2 separate regions of the Sus scrofa genome follow, and region 2 is linked to region 1. A link is a contact called in public HiChIP or PLAC-seq data. All regions are on one chromosome and are shown on one strand. Each heading gives the region's core, a stretch centred on a gene start, on an enhancer-like site or on the middle of the called end of the contact. The rest is flanking DNA. Distances are from core to core; before and after follow the strand shown. Region 1 holds the start of ERF (ETS domain-containing transcription factor ERF). Region 2 holds the start of GRIK5 (glutamate receptor ionotropic, kainate 5).

Evidence for each region. HiChIP or PLAC-seq counts read pairs in DNA pulled down with a chosen protein or histone mark.
Region 2: an H3K27ac HiChIP or PLAC-seq map of alveolar macrophages shows a contact between it and region 1. The contact joins the promoter of GRIK5 here to the promoter of ERF in region 1. A contact is called at or near these places in 1 of 47 Hi-C or Micro-C datasets (epiblast stem cells) and 1 of 2 datasets of contacts at active chromatin or transcription factors (alveolar macrophages).

Annotation. Positions count from the first base shown.
Region 1 is chr6:49,676,612-49,682,535 of Sscrofa11.1, forward strand. ERF (ETS domain-containing transcription factor ERF) reads left to right here and starts at 2,247. Exons shown (of 6, transcript XM_003127177.5): 1 at 2,247-2,427. The coding sequence starts at 2,406.
Region 2 is chr6:49,838,538-49,844,461 of Sscrofa11.1, forward strand. GRIK5 (glutamate receptor ionotropic, kainate 5) reads left to right here and starts at 2,134. Exons shown (of 21, transcript XM_021094434.1): 1 at 2,134-2,647; 2 at 4,538-4,666. ZNF574 (zinc finger protein 574) reads right to left here. Exons shown (of 4, transcript XM_021094440.1): 1 at 5,390-5,924. The coding sequence starts at 5,396.

The DNA of each region.
Region 1 (5,924 bases), core at 997-3,496:
CAAGGCATGCCCACCATCCATACTCTGTTTCATACAAACAGTGGGATTGAGTTATCCCCTGGATCAGGGTAGGATTATGCCATTAACAAGCAATTTCACTGTCAATACTATGTGTTTCTTGTCTACAGTTGGAATCTATAAGGTGAGAGGTGCTTACATCTTCCACACGGTATACGGTTCACTCTGCTAAAAATTATTGCCAGTATTTATTGTGTACTTACTTCAAATCTCTGATTTCTCACAACAACCTAATCATATAGGGCCTACTAACATCCCCATTTTACAGATGAGCAAGCTGAGGCATAAAGAGGTCAATTCACTTGTTCTAGGAAGTAGGAGGGTTAGGATTTTGACACCACACCAGTCTTGCTGGTGGGAGTATGGGGGCCACTGAAGCTGTTACAGACCTATTCTCTCTCTCTCTCTCTTTTTTTTTTCTGGCACGACCATGGCATATGAAAGTTCTGGGGGCCAAGGATTGAACCTGTGCCACAGCAGCAAGTTGAGCCGCTGCAGTGATATTGCTGAATCCTTAGCCCACTGTGCCACAAGGGAACTCCCAGATCTATTATCTTTTAAACTTTGCATTATCCTTTTTTTGAGGGGTGGCAGGAAAAGAGGTAGCAGAATACAGTGGTTAAGGGTGTGATTTTGAATTGGTTAGATTGGGTGAATCCTGGATCCAACACTTATTGAGCCTCACTTTCTTAATCTGTAAATGGGGCTAACGATAGTAATTCCTTTCTTTGGGGTTTTGTGAGGACTGAATGAGATGTCCAGACAATGCTTGGCCCAGTGCCTGGCACATCATGAGCATCAGCAATTCGGGAGCTGTTATAATAACAATGATGATGATTATTATTGCTGGACCACACTGCTCCCAGAGGGTTACAATATCCGTGGGGGAGCTGCACTGTCCGTAGCAAGGTTACATAATTCCCCGGGCAGGTGAAGCTTCCTGGGAGGCTTTGGTCTCCCTGAGCAAGAGGCCTGAGACTTCTTCTGAGGTATCCGTGAGGGACTAGAAACCGTCCTGCAGCTAGGAACCCAGCCATAGAGGCTGGGCGTGAAGGCTTAAGAACCCAAAGTCTGACCCTTCAGGCCTTCCATTCTGTAGCTGGTTTGCTTCTTCCTGTCTTCTTGGTTTTAGTCTCTCTGAGCATCCCTCCTTCCCTGCCTTCATTCCCCTCCTTTGCTACCTCAGAGACTCTTTTAAGACTGTTTCCAGGCTTGGCCTGTGAAGATAGCTTCTGTTTGCCCTCTGCCCTGATGCTGGCTCCTGCTGGCCATCTGATCGTTGCTGATTTCCTGTTTCTTCAAGCCTCAGGCTCCATCCATTCCTCCTAGCTGCAGAGAACAGACTTAACACTGCCCTACCTACTGGCCTTCATCCTTAAGCCCTTTCTTCCTCTCTCTTGGTGACCCCCCAGTGAAACTTTGGGAGCACATTTGTTCAGACTTTGGTCACCCCCACACATCCTGGCCCAACCTCCGGAACCCCCTGCCCTGGAAGTGGAGGTGGGGGTACCTCCGGTGCCAGGACAGCTGCAGTCTGGGGATGGGGGAGGCTCTGGCGGTCATTCTCTCTGGTCACTTCCTCCCCAGCTGGGATTGGGACTATCTGGAAGGCCAAGACCTCATCCCCAGAGGATCGGAGGGCACAACCGCCTCCCCATTTCCGATGCTGAGAAACACTTCCCACCCATTCCACCCCACCCTGTGCCCCCATTCATGCTCAGGGTTGGAGGGGAGGGGCGCATAAAGGCCAGTCTGGGAAATGAGGTAGTCTTGATCATCCTCCAAAGTCTTGACCTGGCTCCCCTGCAGAGAAGATTCTGTCTCCTCCTCAAAGGTCCATACCCCTCCTCACAAAAGTTTCTGACAGTCATCAGAAGGTACCCCCCCCAGCCCATCTTAACAAGCTTCCAAAGAAAGTCTGGACCCTGCAGTGTGCAGGAGAGGAGGAGGGGCGGCAGGTCGCGAGGCCCGAGGTCTTAAGTTATCTGCACACTAGGAGCCTCAGAGAAGGGTCATGACTCCTGGGACCCCATTCCACCCCTGCCCCCTCCTTCCTCCTCCCCCGCCGCGCGGCCCCTTTAAGCCTAGAGCCGGCCGGTCCTCAGTGGCTGCGCGCCGGCAAGTGTGTGTGTGAGTGCGCGGGGAGGGGGCGGGCGCAGTGTCTCCATGGCGACGCGGCGGTGACGTCGCCAGCCGGGGGGCGTGGGCGTCCCGGCCCCGGAGTGCGATATTAACCCGGGAGGCGGCGGCGGGGAGGGGAGAGGCTCTGAGAGGCGAGGCCGGGTGAATCGGCGAGGGCGGCCCGACGGGCTCGGGACGGGACGGGGCAGCGCGGGCGCCGGGAGCTGCGGCCCGGAGTCGGGGCGTCTCGCCCCGGGCCCCCCAGCATGAAGACCCCGGCGGACACAGGTGGGGGCGGAGGCAGCACGTGTGGGGGAGACTTGTTGCCCCGGGAAACCAGGCGGAGAAACTTTGGGGGGGGTTGAAGGGTTCCGGGGGAGCCCGAGTGATCCCCAGTCCCGGGGGACCCCCAAGCACTCGAGACCTGTTGCTTCTTGCGGTGCGAGTGGGGGTGCAGTATAGGACCCCCAATTCCTGGCTCTGGGCAGATTGGTGTGGGTGCCGTGAGTCCTGGTCCTCTCCCTGCTTGGACCCCGAAAGCTGAGCTCTTCCTCGCTCCCGGGATCACGGGGGTGGCGGGGTTCCTCCCCGCCGCTCTGTCACGTTGCACTCTGGGGGCCGGGACGTGTGCGGGGCGTGAGGCGGGGGGGCTATCCACTGGGCCCGCTATTCCCAGTTCCGCGCTGCGCGGTCTGGCCCATGACCTTCACAGCGATGCGTGCCCCGCACCAGCCTAGAGGGGGATACGGGATGGCCACTAGAAGGAGGGCGTGAGTGGGGAGCCCGGGACTCGGGGTCCGGGCTGCGCCGCCCCTCCCCCGCCCGTCTCTGCTGGCTCCTCGCTCCCCCGCCCGCGCCGAGTCGCAAAGTTCCAAAGCGCAGCCCGAACGTTCGAAAAAGGAACTTTTTGTTTCCGACCTTAGAACGCGCAGCTTTAAGGTCGCTCCGGAGAGACTTGGGAACCCTCTTCCCTCGTCGCTGGGGGCCTGGGGTTGAGGGGGTTGGGGAAGGTGGGGGGACACGGAGGCTCCCCTTTCGTCCCCCCTCCCTCATCCAGCTCTTCTCTTTCAACCGGCCGTCTCTTCTCTCCGCCCCCCTCTTCCCCGCCAACTTGCTCCTCCTTAAGGGGCCAATGTTCCCCTCCCCCCTCAGGCGGCGGGCGGGGGGCAGCAGGATTAGCCCCCCTCCCACTCGGACTTCCCCCCCTCCCCTCCCCCGCCGCCCCCGGGCTCTCGCGGGCTGGACTTTGCGCCGGAGCGCGCTGGGGGAGGGGTCCCAGCCGCCCCCTGCCCGTCTACCCCGTCGGAATCCGGCCTGGGGCGGGGACGGGGGAGGGGGAAGGGGGCCGGGCGCCGCTGTTCAAACTTGTTTCCTTCCCCCGGCGGCGGCCGCGGCTAGGGCTCCAGTGTGCGGGTGTGTGCCCCGACCGGCCCACCCACCCCGCCCCCCCTTGCTCGGCGGGTGGGGGCGGCTCTTAAAGGGCTCCGAGCTGGTCTGCGGCGCCTGCGGATTGGGGCCGAGGAGGGAGCTGGGTGTGGGGCAGGGGTTCGGAGTGCTGTAGGGTCAGTCACGTGCGTCCCACATACTCTCTGGCTCCCAAAGGCTCCAGCGCCGCTGGGCCTTGGGGGCAGCAGGAGCCTCCCCTCGCCCGAGGAGGGGGCCGAGGCACCCAGACAATCCCGCCTCGTCTTCCCTCCCTGCTACCGGCCTTCGCCTGGTGGGACCGGCTGGGCCGCTCCCCCAACCCAGTCTTGGGGCCGCGCCTTGTGTGGGTTCTCTGGTTGGGGGAAGGGGCGGGGGCCTGGTCTGGCCTCCCGGATCGGTCCATCGGTCCATCTGCCTCCTGGCTGGCCGCTGCACGCCCCTTCATCCGATCCTCCATCCCGGCCCTTCTCTCCTCTGCCGCGGCTGTTTCCCACTTCCTGTTTTCTTCCCGGCTCTGGCGCCACCGAGGGCTGCCTGTAGTGGGGGAGGTGGTGGGGCCCCCCAGGAGGCCGGCGTGTTCTTCCTCTACCACCACCCCTCCCTTCCGACCCCTCTAGTCCCTTTAAAAAAAGTTTGGGCAGTCATATGAATTTGGGGAGTGCCCAAGAATTCTGCACCCCCATTCCCAGGTTTCCACAGTCTGTCTGGGAGATTCCCTACCTCGCCTCTGTGAGACCCAGGTGTGCCTTCTGGGACCCCGCCATCCCAGCCCTTCCTGTCTGCTGCCTCTTCTCCACCCTGTCTGGCAGTGTCCTCAACTCCTCTCTCAGTGTCAGCTATCTCTCTGCCTCACTGTCTCCCCCCCCCCCCCCCCGTGCTCCAGAGGTCCCGCACCCTCAAGCTTTCTTGATGCAGGGCTGGTGGTTCCCTGTTTTAAGCACGTGGACCCATACACAACACCACTCACACATGCTCCCCTTGCCCGTGCCTGGCTCCCGGCTCCAAAGCCTGGGGAACAGAGCCCCATTGAGACACCCTGACGTCACCCCCCCATCTTCCTTCTCCCCCCAAAGCTGGGAACAGGCCCTCATGTATGCCATGTCCGATGAGGAAAGCTGGCATTGGGGGGGGGGCTCTGAGTGGGGAGGTCCCTGCCAAGAGTGAGAGCCAGGGTCCTGGCCTGGGAAGGGGGGTTGTTCAGGGAAGGGGCTTAACAAGGGAACCTGGGTCAGCCCCCAGAATGCAGCTTGAGGCCTTTCCAGAGCCCCCCACCTCCCTTCCGAGTTCCCTTTGTGTTGCATGTAGTCTCTCTCACTCCTTCTCTTCTGCAAAGTTTATTTTTAGCCTCCTGCTCCCCCGCTCCCAGGACTGTCGCTGCATACACGTTGCCTGGTTACCGGGACAAGGAGGCTGGGGCTGGTGGGCTGGGAAGGGTGGCTTTAATTTTGGGGGGAGGGTGGAAATCAGTATACCCCCCAACCCTAGAGTGATGTCTTGGGGGCTTCGGCCCCCACCCTGAGTCAGAGAGCCAGATTGGGGCTTAGGTGGTGGGGAGCATGGAGCTTAGTACCCTGAAGGGAGCCAGGAGCTTTTTGGAGGGGTCTGGAAGGTACATGGAGTAGGCAGTGTCTTGAGTTCCCAAGGGTCTCTGAGCCCTGAACAAGACCCTTGGACCTGGGTTGTCTAGCAGGATGAGCATAAGGGGGTGAACACCTGGATTCTTAAGGGAAGGATGAGGTTGTGGATGCTGGGGTCCATGGAAGCTCTTGTCAGGGGCTATCACTTCTGAATGGAGCAGGGGCTAATGCTACAGGGTCTATTGCTTGCCAGAGGTCATGTTCCTGGAGCTGGTTCGAAGCTGGGATTTCTGAATGGGGAAGGTACTGGGTAGGGAATGCTGGCCATCCCCGTCGTCTACCCAAGGTCAGGGGTCAGGGCACTGGGTCCCTGTGGGGCTTAGCGCTAGCTCTTAGATGGAGTGGTCCCTGTAAGAACGGGAACTGCTGATTCCCTGTGTCCCCATGGGGAAGGATCCCCTGTTGGATTCCAGACTTGGGTGGAGTCTTTGGGGGAGGTTCCACATTGCCCCAGGCCTGGTTGGTACCTGCTTGAGCTGGGGCCAGAAAGGAGGCTTGACCCTTGCAGCCTGACTGGGACTCAGGACCCCGCCCATCCTTGGTTGTCCACCTTGGCCTCCCTCTAGTGGCATCAGGGCTCCTGCCTTGCCTCCCCCCTCCTTCTCTTCCTCCCTTTCCCTCCTCCCACCCCTCCATTACCGGCTGCCTAGTGCTGAATTATTGATGGCCTCTGATTACCCGGGGGTTTGGGAAATGACAACAACCGCAGCCCCCCCCCCCCCA
Region 2 (5,924 bases), core at 884-3,383, 160 kb after region 1:
CTAATTCCCTCTGGGGTACCCAGACCCCCCGCCCATACTGACTTAAACCCAGCTTCTTCATAGACAACCACCTTAGACCATTGAGGTATTCCTGGAGCCTTTCTTCACATTTTCTCCTTCCTCCCACCCTAACCCATTTTCAGATACCCACATCCCTCTTCCTTATAAAAAGACCTACCCTTGCCCTCACTCACTACAAGGACACCCTGAGCCCCACCCCCTCGCATTATTAACCTAACCTTTTCTTCTTTACAAAAAAAGACCCCAACCTCTCACCCTAATACACTGTAGAATACCGACACCCTTCTTCATACTAACCTAAGCCCCTCTTATTTGCAAAAAGACCCAAACCCACCACAACCCATTCTGGGGATGCTCAGACCACCTCTTCACATCAAAATTCCTTCCCTCAGGGCTCCTGTCGTGGCTTAGCAGTTAATGAACCCGACTATCGTCCATGAGAACTCAGGCTGGATCCCTGGCCTCACTTAGTGGGTTAAGGATCCGGCATTGCTGAGGCACAGGCTGGCAGCTACAACTCCGACTGGACCCCTAGCCTGCGAACCTCCACATGCCATGGGTGAGGCCCTAAAAAGACCAAAAAAAAACACCCTCTTCTCTGCAAAAACGTGTCGTTCCCCCCCCCCCCAACACACTCTAATCCAATCCAGGAATGTCCAGACTACCCTTCAAAATGGTTTAACTCCTTTCACACATACCCCTCCCACTGGTCCAAATCTTATTAAGAATACCCAAACGCCTCTTCTGAAGAACCCCTCCCCCCACCATCCTAACTGGATAGATAGCCAGATCCTTCTTCCTCACACCCAGACCCCTCTCACCAGTCTATTACTCTGGGGCTACTGGATCCTCCCCCCCCTCCTTAATACACAGACTTCTCTCACCACTCTCGCCCTCTCCATGGATCCCCAATTCCCATTCTTCACCTTGACCTAATTCCCTGTACTTTTCAGAAAGACTACCTCTACTCAGCTCATTCTATGGACACTAGATACCAGTTTCCCATAACATAACCCTTCTTTGCAAGAGATTCCTCGCAACCCATTCCAGGGGTACCCAACACCCTCACCACTTTAGTTTAACTCCTCTTCGCATTAATACAACCCTATTCTTCACACTAAGACCTCTCTCTAAAACTCCCCCCAGACACATCCATTTCCTAAATTCTTTTCACACTAAGCCTTCTCATTGGTTTAACCCTTCCAGGCATAGCCAGATTGTCTTTTTCCTTTAACTTAATCACCCCTGCTCCACCCCTAAACCCCTCCCTGGCCACCCAACTGCCCTCTAACCGTCCATCCTCCTCCACCCTCCTTCGGTCCTGGACTGTCCCATCCCCAAACCCTTTGCCGAGTACTCCCTGGAGCCTTGGAGACCCTCCTGGGGGCAGCTTTAACACCTCCGTTTCCACCCAGGTCCCTGCCAGCCCCTAGCCCGAGTCCCGTCCCTCTTCACTCAGCCCCTCCCACGACTCCAGCCCTCTTCGCACCCGCCGCCCCGGCCCGCGCCCGACCTCGCGCCCCGCGGGCCGTTGGTACCGCTCCGCCCTCACCTCCAGGCGCGCGCCCCCCTCTGGCCCTCTGAGCAGGCAAGGTGGCAAGAGTAGGCCGCGGGGGGGAGGTTCGGGAACCCGGCCGGCCCTTCGGGCGCCCGCCCGCACTTACCTGCCTCCGCCGTCTCGCACGGCCCGGGCCCGGGCCCGGGCAGCCGCTCCCCTGGCACGGCCACCCTAGCGCTGCGCCCTCTCTAGCTCCCGCCGTCCCCTCTCGTCTGCTCCGCAGCCTCGCTCTCGCTCCCAATCGCCCCCAGCAACGCCCCTCCCACCTTCCTCTTCGGCCGCCGCGCGGATGGCCGAATTCGCCCAATCATCGCCCGTCTGGCCCTTGCCGTTCGGCCAATAGGCGCTCACGTCTTCGAGCCTTGGACCAATAGTATGGGGCATCGGTAGTCCCCACGCAGCGCCCAGCCAATCCTCTAGCGATGTACCCTCACCGGCCGCCCCCTCCCCCCCGTGCCCGCCCTCTTACGCCCCCTGAAGGATGCTCCTCCTCCACCCCCTCGACTCTGCTTGACGGCTCGAGATGGGAGGGCAGCGCGGTGACGTCAGACGGCGGAGTGGTGCTTTGGGCGCCATCTTGGGGGCTCCAGGCGGAAGGCGCGTTGCGGGGGAGGGGGAAGTGGGGGAAATTGAGGCACGCAGCACCGGGAGGCCGGGGGCAGGGTAACTTGAGGCGCAGGAACCCCGGAGGAGCGAAGGGAAAGAGTGAAGTACCCACCAGTCACCGCGAGGAGAGAGAGAAAACTAGCTTCAATTGCACGGACGGAGAAAAAGGGGACGTCAAAGGTCCAGACTCACTTCGTTAGAGAATAAAGGCAGCGAGAAGGGAGGAAAGAAAAACCGAAAGACCTTGGTTCGGAGGGGAGAAGAAATGTCGGAAGAAAAGCAAGGAGAGAGGGAATCTGAGAGAACAAGGAGAACCTAAAGAATAAGGGAGGAAATGGGAAATAGAAGGAGAAAAAGTAAAAGCCGCGATGGGCGGTTTTGAAGAAACGGGAAATGGGGGGGGTAGATGACCTGAAGGACAACCAGGGTGAAAACCTGAAGGAAGTGACCCTGTAACGCCTGGTCTGTATCCTCCTTACTTCCCTGGTGCCCTCCTTCCAGGCCTCCAGGGCACAGGGAAGGAGGAGTCCCCATGTGTCGAGGGGCTCAGACCCTTCCAACTCACCATCCCTTTCTGGCCCTCAGGGCCTTAGGAACAAGTTGCCTCAGCTCTCTTGTTTTCAGAGCTATTTTCTAAGGATAGGAGAGCAGCAAAAAATTAACTTGTTCTAACTGCCCCCCCTCCCCCCTCCCGTTTCTCCTATAAGTAAACTGAGTCTAGAGGAATTGGTCATTTACCTTCCTGAGGCCAAAAAGCTACTAGGAGACCCCAAACACCAAGTAAGACCTAGGTCTGACTCCTCAGCCATCACATTTATTATGTTTTTCAATTAGATTGTAACTGGGTGTCCTAACTCGCTCCTAGATTAAACTCAACACCATGTTCATGTAATTAGACCCGACTTCCTGGATTGGAATCCTGGCCCTGCCACTTCCTTGCTCTTGTCTTGGGCAAGCTGACTTCTCTGTGCCTCAGTTTCCTCATCTGGGACATAACAGCCCCTGACTCATGTGAGTCAAAGCTATGTAAGAGTTATTTTTATTAGGGCCTCAAGGAGCCTGGTAGCAACAACTAAGCCATCCTGAGTGCATTATAACTTGCAAAGTATGCTCAGTGCTTTCCATGCATTATTCGTTTTAATCCTCTCAATGACCCTAGGAAGGAGGAACTATTGCTCTCGCTTTGCAAAGAAACTGAGGCTCAGAAATTAAATAACTTGTCCATCATTAGGAAGAAACAGAATTCCAACCCAGGAATTGACTCCTGGGTCTATACTCTTGGTGCCCAGGCTCTGCTGCTTGGCAGGTGGGACGTGCAGAGTGGCATTCTAAATACATGAATTCAAAAAGCAGAGAAAAGTTGGTGGTAATCAGTTAACTCTAAGGTTGGTAATCTGGATTTGCTCTCAGGGTGAAGTCACCTGGGACAGGAACGTGAGCATCTGGAAGCTAGATTTAGGCTTTGACAGGCGCCATACCCTCAGGCAGATTCCCTCTCCCACTGAGGCCTCCTTTCTCCATTTAAAAATGAAAAGGTGGGAGTTTCTGTCATGGCTCAGTGGTAACCCAACCTGACTAGTGTCCCTAAAAATGAAAAGGTCGCTCAGTGGCAACCTGACTGGTATCTACAGGGAGGTGGGCTCAGTCCCTGGCCCTGATCAGTGGGTTAAGGATCAAGGATCCGGTGTTGCCATGGAGCTGTGGTGTTAGTCCACAGATGCTGCTCGCTGCTCAGATTTTTTTTTTTTTTTTTTTTTTTGTCTTTTTTTGTTGTTGTTGTTGCTATTTCTTGGGCCGCTCCCGCGGCATATGGAGGTTCCCAGGCTAGGGGTCCAATCAGAGCTGTAGCTGCTGGCCTACGCCAGAGCCACAGCAACTCGGGATCCGAGCCGAGTCTGCAACCTACACCACAGCTCACGGCAACGCCGGATCGTTAACCCACTGAGCAGGGGCAGGGACCAAACCCGCAACCTCATGGTTCCTAGTCGGATTCGTTAACCACTGCGCCACGACGGGAACTCCTCGCTGCTCAGATTTTGTGTTGCTGTGGCTGTGGTGTAGGCCGGTGGTTTACAGCGCCAATTTGACCCCTAGCCTGGGAACTTCCATGTGCCACAGATGTGGCCCTAAAAAAAAGACGAATAAAAATAAAATGAACAGGTGAGGGGGAGGGATAAATTAGGAGTTTGGGGTTAATTACCTAAATTAACAGATAACCTACAAGGGAAGATAATCTGAAAAAGAGTATATGTATAATTGAATCACTTCACTGTACACCTGAAACTAACACAGCATTGTAAATCAACTGTATGTCAACAACAAGAATTTTAAATGTAAATCCATACTTCACAGAAAAACAAAAGAAAAAGAAAATGGAAGGCTCTGGCTTGGCTTGTCAGGCCCCTTTCTGCTCCACCCTTCTGCTTGGACTTCCCAGTTTATCTGGATTGACTGGATCCCTTCACTTCAGATGATATAAGGGTAAGATGAGGCCTGCATCAGTTTTTCTGGAGGTGGTGGCACAGGAATAGGACTTCTGGGACAAGTTCAATTTAGAGAGAATAGGCATTTTATGCTGGAGTCCCTGCATAAGCAAAGGCCTAAAGGCCAGGGCAAGTGAGTCTGGACTTTCAGGCCCGTTGAGGGTGGGTGTTAGGGGCCCAAGTATGATGAGGTGTATGCAGAGTTGGAGGTCCTTCAGGGTCAGGCGTATGTGTCAGACATACATTGGGGATGCCCACATGCCACCTGCAGAGGGCCTCCCATGTCAGGTCGGTGTGACAGTTGCCATGTGCCAAGTGTGTGTGTGCATGCACGCAAGGCATTTGGTCACGTGTGCTGGGGGCTGCACGTGAGTGTGTCCGTGTCTCCGCCCCATCACGAGAATTGGGGGTGGTGGTGAGTCACGGACTCAGCCTTTAGCGCCAACTGTCATGTTCCTTCCCCCCAAATTTCATCCCCCACCCAGCCGTGCACCACCCACCCCCACTCCAAGATCTGTGTCGCTGCTTCTCTCCTCCATCCCCCTGCCCTGCTCAGCACTCTGCGAGAGGGAGGGTGTCTCCCACTTCTGCTGGCTCTGCCCTTCAGCTCCTTGCCCTTTTCTACTGCTTCTCTTCTCCTTGGGTGGCTCTTCTCCCCACCCACTCATCTCCAGGGGTCCCAAGGATTTCTCTCTGCATTATGGAGAATTCCCATACTCACCTCCCATCCCTTCGCCTCCATGGGGGCTACTTCTGTTTCTGGGGGCTTCTCCTTTCTCTCCATGGGCAGGCTGCTCCTGCCTCAGTGGGCCCTTAGTGTCCACATTCTACCCTTGTGGGTTTCCTGGTGTCTGTGGGCCTCCCCTCATTTCCAGGACCCTCTCCCACTTTCCTTGGCCCCCCTCCCTGTCTCTGTGATCTACTGCCTTGTTCCCCTGTCTGTGGGTCTCTCCTCCTGTCCATGGTTTTCTGTTACCATGGACCGCTCCCTGTGCCCAAGGCGTGCTTTCTGTTCCCATGGGCCTCTCTCCATCTTCCTGTGGGCTCTGAGTCCGCGAGCTGGCCTTGTCTCTGAGGTCCTTAGCTTATGTCTGTGGTCTGCTCCCTTGTCTTGATGCCTTTCTTGCCTCTGGGCTTGTCCTTGTCCTTGTGGGGGTTGTGGACCTTGGTCCACCTCTGTGGCTCTTGATGGCTGTCTTGCTGTTTCTCTGCATTTTTCTTCAGCTCTGTAGCCCTCTCCCCTCAGCTCCATGGCC